3 separate regions of the Zea mays genome follow, and regions 1 and 3 are each linked to region 2. The links are chromatin contacts, called in public Hi-C maps. All regions are on one chromosome and are shown on one strand. Each heading gives the region's core, a stretch centred on a gene start, on an enhancer-like site or on the middle of the called end of the contact. The rest is flanking DNA. Distances are from core to core; before and after follow the strand shown. Region 1 has its middle 51 kb from the start of LOC103640988. Region 2 has its middle 21 kb from the start of LOC100285636. Region 3 has its middle 93 kb from the start of LOC100283010.

What was found. A called contact is a pair of places that touch in the nucleus more often than the background predicts.
Region 1: a contact with region 2 is called in a Hi-C map of bundle sheath, with 4 times the contacts expected there. The contact joins two enhancer-like sites. A contact is called at or near these places in 4 of 25 Hi-C or Micro-C datasets (bundle sheath, ear, leaf and 1 more).
Region 3: a Hi-C map of bundle sheath shows a contact between it and region 2, with 2.7 times the contacts expected there. The contact joins two enhancer-like sites. A contact is called at or near these places in 3 of 25 Hi-C or Micro-C datasets (bundle sheath, ear and leaf).

What each region holds. Positions count from the first base shown.
Region 1 is chr10:29,813,877-29,817,208 of Zm-B73-REFERENCE-NAM-5.0, forward strand. No RefSeq gene overlaps it. Among protein-coding and RNA genes, the nearest start is that of LOC103640988, 51 kb to the left of the region's middle. Within about 2 kb of position 1,880, at least 7 of the 20 cell types and tissues checked have an H3K27ac peak or open chromatin away from gene starts, as enhancers often do. A contact at or near this core is called in bundle sheath and leaf, where this site is marked.
Region 2 is chr10:30,053,360-30,056,879 of Zm-B73-REFERENCE-NAM-5.0, forward strand. No RefSeq gene overlaps it. Among protein-coding and RNA genes, the nearest start is that of LOC100285636, 21 kb to the right of the region's middle. Within about 2 kb of position 1,947, at least 11 of the 20 cell types and tissues checked have an H3K27ac peak or open chromatin away from gene starts, as enhancers often do. A contact at or near this core is called in bundle sheath and leaf, where this site is marked.
Region 3 is chr10:30,274,544-30,277,784 of Zm-B73-REFERENCE-NAM-5.0, forward strand. No RefSeq gene overlaps it. Among protein-coding and RNA genes, the nearest start is that of LOC100283010, 93 kb to the right of the region's middle. Within about 2 kb of position 1,923, at least 20 of the 20 cell types and tissues checked have an H3K27ac peak or open chromatin away from gene starts, as enhancers often do. A contact at or near this core is called in bundle sheath and leaf, where this site is marked.

The DNA of each region.
Region 1 (3,332 bases), core at 630-3,129, 240 kb before region 2:
CTCTAACCACACGACATATGTAGCACTTAACCCTTGCATATGTCAACCATTCCCACAGATCCTCCACAACGTGAATCGTTCTGTGCTACCCGGGAGCACAGTACTCCTCCGTCTAGCCTCTAGCTAGGAGGGTACACGCTACTCCCACCATCTCCCACGCCCAGTGCGCGGTTGTCTTTTCACGTATGGAATGGCCGGGTTCAAGCTTACCCTGTCCCATATCCAGGGCATGTGGCCAGCTAAGATAGTCCTTGATCATATAGGCCTACATACGCATCCAATCCTTAATTAACCTGGATGGAGCATCACCTGTTCCTAGCCCAAGTCTCGAGTTAATTACTTCCACCCTTAGGATTTTTTTGTGTTCCTCTAAGGATGAAAAGAGCATTATAGGGAACTTTGCAGTAAGATCCCACCATGCTCCCAATGAAAATATTCTTGCAGGTAGAAGCCATCCTTCCTTAAGATAACCCCTGAGCTAGGCATTAATGCAAAATACAACCTCTATCCACAAGATTTAAGCAGGGCTAAGCATTTTTTGTAAATCATATTTGATACTTCACTAGAAGTATCTATAAAGGAATGGATATCAAGGTAGTCAATGCATCAAGTAGTTTCCAATCAATTCCTATAAACTTAATGCACATTTCACTAGACTTAAAGTGTATAAAAGTCTTTTAAAAATACAAGGAAGGGGCAAATGCATCGTGGCTTGCCTTTGTTGCTGTGAAGAGGCTCTCGATCCCTCTATCCAATACACAGTTAGATAGCTCCTCCACTTGATTAGCAGCCACTGGAGTAGACTCCTTCAAATACCACTTCTTCTAGGTGTTCTACAAGTCAATTACAAATACATGTATGCTTATGTAATGATATGGAATGCAAACTCTCACAAGGAGAGGTGGGGAACATAAACACCACAAACTAAAACACAAGACAAGCATACACATGGTTCTACATCACCAACACTTGCTAAAAATGACCAAATTGAATTACTTAGACAAACCAGAGAACTAACCTATCTTAGATCTCATCCAAAAGCTTAAAGCTTTTTAAGCAACTTCATCACTTCACTAAACTATTAGCCGCCCTCATTCCATAGGTGAAGTCATTTTCTTTTTGGACAATAATTAGTTTACTAAGCAAATCACATCCAACGAGTTCCAAATTTTTGCCCACAGTTTTAACTTCTGATAACAAGTCTCTCCAAAAAAATTTCAAAATTTTTGGTGTTATCCTCTTATTTATAAAATTAATATAGGCCTCCCAAGAGCACCTTAAATTCACTTAGAATTTGCTAATTAATCTAAAAAACCTAAAACCAACTTTACGAGAGAGGTCATGAAATTAGACGTCCAACAAAATTTGTCCCATTAATTTATCATTTTTCTATGATTTTTAGCTCAATTTACAAGTTTGCTAATAAAAAAACGATAAAACTGAGTACAGTACTAGGCCAAAACCTAGCCCAGCCGACCCAGTAACAGAAAGAGTTGGCCCACAACGAATAGCCCGCGCCCTCATCACATATCTTGCAAAAAGGACCTTCGCGCTCAAACTAATCCACATCGGCCCTTTCCACTGTTATCTTACTCACCGACAGATTCACTTAAGTCCCTCGGATTCCACTCTTTTACAAAGTTCCAGCCACGTTACCGGCGATATCCTAGACTGCGAACCCGATCCCGAGACATCTCCGCAGTAAATCCTCTCCCAAGTACACGGGGAGCATTAGAGACTCACCAAATTCCTGTTGCGTGCACGAAATCACTCGGGGAACACCGAACACGTGGTTTGAACGGCTGGAGATGAGGCTGTCTATGACGTCGATCTGCGGCGACGTGGTCTGGCGGCAAGTTCCCCGTTCCCGATCAAGGATCCTGGCCTCGGGTAGAGCGACGGCCGGCGTGGTCACTAGATTTGGAAGGCAACGGCGACAAGGGGTGGGTTTAGACTGAAAGAACTGCGTGACCAAGCTACTACGGCGTAGAAACAGGGACGGTAAAACTCTAGCCGGACCTAGCTAAGAAGCACAAGTCGAGGGGAAAGAGAAACACCCTTTTGCCTTGGCAACCACAGCAAGGTATAAACCGAAGCAGCTCTAACATCCATTACTATCTCGACATCTACAGGTTATGGCTAAAGTTTGCATGGACCTGAGCACGTGGCCCAGGCATCCACGCCCACGTAAGGGCAAGCTACAGCGAGGAGAAACTGAAAAAAAAAACAGCGGTGTTTTGATAGAGCAGCACAGCAATAACTGAGTCAGCAGTTGGGATAAGGTTTGAACTCTTTGGTCCCAGATATTTGAAGTCCAAGCTCATCCTTTCATAAAGTGCTAACACCCCTCATACTCCCTTTGACAGAAACAACAAAGCGTCACAGTGACTGGAATGTTCTTCAAACACATGCCCCAATACTGAACCAACTGAACTTCGACCCACTGGACTAACAGAGGCATTTCAGGGTCCTAATACTCCATCCTTCTTATAGCAACTCACTGCCCTTAACACAATCTATACAAAAATCGAAGGTTAAAAATATGCAGAACAGAAGTTACAAATGCTCAAAGTGAGCCCCATTCACTGGATTCTGGTTTCAGCTAACTGAAACATCTATTGACTTTATATGTCTGACAGAAAGGGTTTTGGGTACCTTTTACTCCAAATTTTTGCACAGCACTAGGCCTACTCACCATAAGAAACTTGTCTCCTAATATAAGACCTTCAATTTCTCTACACATTCTATAGTCCAAAACCTTAGGAACCGGTCACAAAAGAGCTCCAAACTAGGCACCATCCACTGAATTTCAGGTTTCAGAAACTGAACAAAATTTCAGTCAAAGCAACTTGACAGCCCATCTTGGAACTAACTTCTCTCCCAAATTTGTGTAGCACCAACCCAACACTTCTTAAATACGTTTGTTCTCCTAGATATGGTCTTCCATTTTTCTATAAAGTTCTTCGTCCAAAACTACCAAGATTTGGCACAATAGAGCTCCAAACAGAGCACCAAACTGTAAATTTATGTTTCAGTGATCTGCACAAAAATTCAGTTTGTGCACACTGACATTTTTGGGCAAGTTTTACTCCAATTTTTGTATGGGGTCATGTCAAGCTCACTTAAGGAAAGTTATTCATCAACAGATGGTCTTCAATCCATTTATGGACCTCTCAGCCCAAATCCTTAGGGATTAGTGACAAACAAGCTCCCAAAACTGCTATCAAACACTGAACTCAGTTCTAGTTACTGTTTTAAATATGAAAATTCAGAAATACAGCAGCACCACTTGGAACCACTCTTTTTTCCTGGGTTTCAAATGTTTTTAGGGG
Region 2 (3,520 bases), core at 697-3,196:
GGATATGTTGGTTTCTCAGCAAAATAGTCAAGATATAATTTTATAGCGTATTCTTCTCTACCTCGATTGTAAACTTTATGTCCAAAAACTGAACCTTTATGTTTTTTTCGTTGCTTATGCTTTATCTTCTCATATTCACTCATCAATAAAAGCATGAAATGGTCAAGTTCGTCATCTAAATCTTCATCTTCCTGATGAATCAAAGCTCTAGTAATTGCAGACATCTTTCTGAAATTTATCGATAGAACTTGGATAAGAAATCAATGAACAATGTATCAACAAAAATGAATAGTATTTATAAATGCTGCTTCGTGTCTATTCACTAAACTACAAGATCTATCCACTAACCGGAGCATCGGTTGAATTAGAGGAACGGAGTAGCACGTGAATGTGTGGAGGAGCTACATCAAAAGGCGTTAAACAAGAGAAAAGCATACCAATCGTGATGAAGCCAGCCTGCCTCTTGTGAACCCAGGTGATGAATGCTGCACGATTAGCTCTTTCGTCGACCTGACCCCTACGACCCTGCTGCATCTGCAGGGACAACGAAGATGGGTTCTCAAATAGTTTATCAGTTGATGTCCCGGCCGAATCGTAGCATCCAGCGCGGAAAAGAAGTCGCGCGCGTGGTGGGTAGGCGCCAAAATCTCCCGCCAAAATCCACAGATAACACTAGACTATAGGAGTCACTGTTGGAGTAAACTAATTTGTTAGGTCCTAATTATCTTTCAATGAGGTCGTATTTCATTATTTAGGGCCCAAGTTTAGGACTCTTTCTTGGAGTTGCTCTAACAGTAGCAAAACTAGCCGATCGACATGCGGTTGGGTGAAAGATACCGCACAGGAAGGAATATCCTTCTAACAGTAGCAAAGACTAGAGCCGATGCCGATAGTACGGCACAGGAAGGAATATCCGCAGCAGCAAAGCCGGCCTAGATGCAGTAGTTTATTTGCCCTCTGATGATCTACAGACGACGACACAATCCGGCCATGCATGTTCCATCTCACACTGAACGAAGCGCCACGTGATTGTGTCCAATTTTACTGAATAATAATAGAGCAGAAACAAGCCCCTGCTAGCTAGGGGCGACAATCCACCCATATATATGTTCAATGGCAGGCCATGATCTGACAATCTACATGAATAAATAACCACATGGATTTTATTAAAATGAGCCAGGTGCATTGCAATCGATCTACAATGGATTTTATTAGACTACTATTCTTTCAACTTCCAGAGTGAATGAATAACCACATGGATCAAGAATGCAAATCCCAACGGTGTTTCTTATGCTCAACTAGTACACTACATACATCATAGTGATTTAATCAGGATGCATGATGGAATCATCAGCATTTCGTTGTGAATTGCTTGAGTGCGGCTCTCATGTACCGCCAAATTATTAAGGTGTTTATTATAGGATAGAATGCAATGAATGTTTCTTCGGAGAAAATAGTTTAAGAAATCAGAATATATATATAGTGGGTGATTATTAACTCTGAATGAAATGCAAAAACTAAAAACCTTTCTCTCCAATCATTGGTCTGAAAGCAGATTTCAACTAATAATTTAGGAACCAAAGCCTTAAAACTGTCAATAATTTCAGGAGGTCAAGAATTTCGCTGTGGATTGCTTGTGTGCTCCCATATAATACATACATTGCCAATTTTAAGGTGTTTGTTATTATAGAATAATGCAATGAATGTTTGTTTGGTGAAAATATACTTAACGAAATCAGATCATACGATGGGTGATTAACTCTGAACAAAATGGAAAACTAAAAATCTTCTTTGTCTCCAATCATTGATCTGAAAGCAGTTTCGACTAATTTGGGAACCAAAGCCTTAAAACCGTCAATAATTTCAGGAGGTCAAGCCGACAGCCTGTGCTAGCGATCGCAATCAGGTTGTCCGTATATATATTAATCCGGTCCATCTAGTGGATCGATCTTAGCGGTCGATCAGCACAGTAGACGCCAAAAGATGGAGTAAGACAAACAGGAGTGCTCATCTATCCGATGTTGTATGTAATTATTGTATGTGTGATCTGTGGACTCAGAAGAACATACACTGTTGGACGATCGAGACTCGTGAATTGGCCTCATCAGCCCTCATATAATCTTATGGCAGCACACAGCAAACATCCATCCGGTCGACGCCATATGCGCTTTCGATTGGTTTATACTGTCTCGCTGCCAAGATTCCAGATAAGATCGAAAGAGAGAGGTGTGTGCCCAGCGTTGCATACCGACGTGGCTACACACTTCGCCGTCCGCAACTTCCCCAAGCTATACTTAACTTTCCAGCCGCCTGCCTCGCTCGTCCACCCGCCCTATTTTGATCCGCCTTGATGGATAGTTGATCCACCATGGGCCGGTCGTTTCATAGAAAGCTGATACAAGTTTATCTCAAGTTTGTCTTTTTTTTTTTTGCCCTCCCCTTGTCGGATTTTAACTAGTCAGAGATTGATGTTCATCACGTCCAATAATTACATACGTTTTCAATTTGCTAACTCAAATTTACAGAGTTGTTTGAGTGTAAAGATTTTTATTGGCTTCTATTTATCCTTTCTATGGTCTACTGATTGGATCTTTTACTTGGTCCATACGTTGGAGGTTTTGTTGGGTTGGATCGTTCTTTTTCTCAAGCGGATGTCGCAGTATGAGACAATATCGCAGTACGCGACACTGAAGAGTTGGCCAAGGTGATCATTTTTAATTCGCTAGGACACCCGGCACCCAGGCCTGATGGCTTCTGTGGCTAATTCTTCTGTGTCGCGTGGAATGTGATAAAAACTGGAACCCTCGGCGTCTTCATTGTTAAGAAAACCTAGGCACGCAGTCTTTTGCTCCTAAATATTGGTCTGACGGTTCTATTAAAAAACCAGCGTGGTCGACGGGCTTGAGAGATTATGAACAATAATAAGCCACATACTCCATTCGTTCTCTATCTTAAGATCACGAAAATTTGTCCTAAATTAAAGTTTTAAACTTTGATAACAATATCTATAAAAATAATTATTTTAAATTAAAGAAATTATATATTGTGGTAGATGTTTTAATAATAAATATAATAGTTTCGCTTTTATCTAGTCAATATTTATGAATATTTTTTTTTATCAATGATCAAAGTTTTAAAATATTAATTTAGTATAAACATTCGTGACTTTAAGATAAATATAGAGCACGAGATAGATGTTGTCCAAGGGCCTTGCCATGCGCTTGGCACCAACACAGGGCCCCTAAATGAACGGGGCCTCCATTTTTTTTTTCCTTGGTCCATTAACCAGCAGCAAGTACAAGTCAAGACCACCGCTGTTTTTAGTATGTTTATTTGTTTTATGCCGTAGTGATTAGATTAGAATATGCTTACACTGAACCGTCATCGTTAATGATTCTCTGGAACATAATGTCAACAATGTGTTTACTCTTGTGTTTCCATGTGGAGTGGAGGTGCGTGACGCCATGATCACTGAGGCGGACCGTCGAGGGCCACTAGCTGTCGCTGCTGCCGAGCACTA
Region 3 (3,241 bases), core at 673-3,172, 220 kb after region 2:
GTATGTCGAAAAAAACTACGAAGTCGGTCTTCGACATTCGACGCTAAAACAGACACCGCAACGGCCAGCCTCAACATCTGTTGCGTGCGACAAGCACAGTGCAGGCAGAAGTGGCCTAAGGGTGCAGCTGGATCAATATAAGTGCGTCCCACTACCCAAGGGTGTGAAGTCGTCCTAGAGACGCATATTTTTATCCAAGCAAAAGTCACCTAAGGGTGCAGCTGGATTCACACAATAGGTGTATCGCAAAAAATGAAGTCATCACCTAGACAAAAGATAATACTCTACCAACAGTCGGATCAATATAAACATATTAACAACACCAAAACGTGCGAAGACGCTACCATCTGCAACTCAGCGCATACACCACAATGAAAGACACATCATATTTCAATTACAAGATGCGCACAAGAAAATTGCCCACATACATGTCCCCACAGCCGTCCTTTAGCGAAGGGGGGCGAGGGCAGTGTTTTTGCTTATCGTCACTAAAGAACGGCGATGGCAACACTCATTGTTACATTGGCTCTTGTTTCGGAATAAGACCAGCTTCTCGGAAATTAAATAGCATCAACTTCAACTCTTCACCATCAAAAAGGGCCCGCAGATCCCCCTCCCCGAAGCATGACCCGGCCGTCGGCGCCAGTAAGTCACGACGGGTCCCTTGATCCAACCGCGGTCCAATCCGAAGATGCGACCTCTCCATGACCATTCGGTGATGTCTTCTAATACCTTGCGAAGACTCTTCTACCATCCCGACACTTTGTTTCGATAGCCCAATCTTTTTTCGCCCTCGCGGTTCACCAGGGGCTACCCCCGTAGAAGTCGCCGGTGCTTCAAGGGGGGCGACCCTTAATAGAGACTCCGCTGCAGCTAAATCTAGTGCCACAAAATAATCTAAATCATCTTCCAAGGATTCGTCATCTATCCAAGCAAACGGGTCGTGACACACAAAATCCTATTTTGTGAGGTATAAAAAGTTCTCCAAAGGATTTGAGATAAATGACTTCTATAAATGATTTTCTACCTTTATAAAACATATCCATTTAATATAAATAAATAATAATAAGTAGTAAATGTTGAATTGTGGAAAAGCCTTTAAATTTACATTCAAAATAGTATTTCTTAATAATGTGTGTACTTCACATTTGAAATATATTTTAAATTAGGTGAGTAAAAATAATCTTTATAAATATAACTTGCATTCATGTTGAGGTTTTTGTTTGAGTACTTAAATATACTGTAAGTTTGATCTCTATTTGATCTAGAATTCGAATTTGAATCTGAGTTGAAATTGAGAAACAAAATGAAAAAAAGGAGAAAAGGGCATCACTATGCATGGGCCACCTTCACGCTGCCCGGTTTGGCTCCCTCTCCTCCGCACGGCCCAGTGGGCTCGCTACCGCTGACTCCCTGGCTGTCGTGCTTTGGCACTGATGGGCGGGCCCCTGCCTCAGCTAGACACACCACCGGCCACAAAATTGTTGCGTCTTCCATGTGGGGCCCACGCGCCAGATTGCTCTCCCCTGCCGAGACCTCCAAAACAGAATCGCACCAACCCCGTCGGGCTCCTCGGCCTCCCCTTATGCAGACTCCTCACCCCTGGGCTATAAAGAAATCCGAGCGCCATGCCCCCTGCTCACCAGAACAGAACCAAGAACACAGGATATCTCGATACCATTGCAGGAGGGGATGGATCACCATGGGAGAAAGTGGGGACGCCGCGAGCAGGATTCGTTGAGCACGACATCGTGATTTCCGGTAACAACCCCTCCCATAGATTCTCTTTGAGCCTAGCTTTGTTTTGATGTGTTTCGCTTAGAGCACCGGGCACCGTATCGGCAACGGACCAATCACCGGTGAAGCTCTGTCGTATGGGGGCGGCGACGCCGCTGCTCTGGTCGTGGCGGGCAAGGGGGAAGTGCCTTAAACGTGGATTAAAGGATGAACGGTTGAGATTAGGCCTGTGCATACCATTTTGTGGGGTGATCTGAGCTACTGATCGATGACGGACGAATGAGATCTAATCGGGGAGTCTGTTAATTCCTGCTCGTTGATTCGGGATAGCACAAGTGAGATCGAATCTCAGCTATTTTTAATTGCGATCGTAGATCTCGGATCTGACGGCTTGTTTAGCGTACCATTTCGGTTTATGAAAATTTTAATCTTGACCGTTGAAAGTCGCCTATAGGGGGGTGGATAGGCGAATCCTGAAAATTATAACTTTACACCCCAACTAGATCCCTTGCTTAGTGGTTAGAACAAGACACAAAATTATCGAAGTATAAAAACTAAGTCCTTTGCTTGCAATGGGTATTGTATTCAAAGAGTACGGAATTTAATTAATAACAATACTACTAGAGATGGTGGAGAATAATGCAAGAGGGCTTAAATAAGAAGAGTAGCACAAGTTCTTTCTTGCAAGGAGTTGCTTCTCTAAATGTGATTTTAACTTGAAGCAACACAAAAGGATATTAACAAAGAGTAGCGCAAGAGAACTTAGAAAGAGAGAGAACAAACAAATCACAAGCAATAAACACACGAGACACGGGTGATTTGTTTTACCGAGGTTCGGCCCTCGATGGCCTAGTCCCCGTTGAGGAGTCCACTAAGGACGGGTCTCTTTCAACCCTTTCCCTCTCTCAACCGATCCCCAAGATCAGCGAGCTCTTCTTCTTCTCAAGGATCACTTAAGACCCCGCAAGGATCGCCACACACTTAGGTGTCTCTTGCTAGCTTTACAAGCCTCCAAAACTTTGGAGGAAGTTCAATGGGAGTCAAAACTCCACGCACAATGAACGCAAGATGTAGCACACACTTTCTCTCAATGAATCTCACAAGGCACTAGAGCTAAACTCTCACAAGAGGCTTTCTTTTGCTTGCTCTCTCTTTTGTGGCACTTGTGTGGTTTGTAGTGGTCTAAACCTTGTGTATAGGATGGATCAATGAATAGAGGTGGTTGGGAGGGCTTGAGTATGTCAACTATGTGACTTGGAATGTTGCTTGGGCTCCCTTCCTCTTGAAGTGGCCAATTGGGGTGGTATTTATAGCCACCAACCAAATTGTAGCCGTTGGAGAAGGCTGCTGGCGATGGGCGCACCGGATAGTCCGGTGCACCACCGGACAGTGTCCGGTGCGCCGCCACGTCATCCTATCGTTAGGGCTTGGAGCTGGTCGACCGTTGGAGGCTCTGTCCTCATGTGGCACCGGACAGTCCGGTGCCCCTCTGACCATCTGCTCT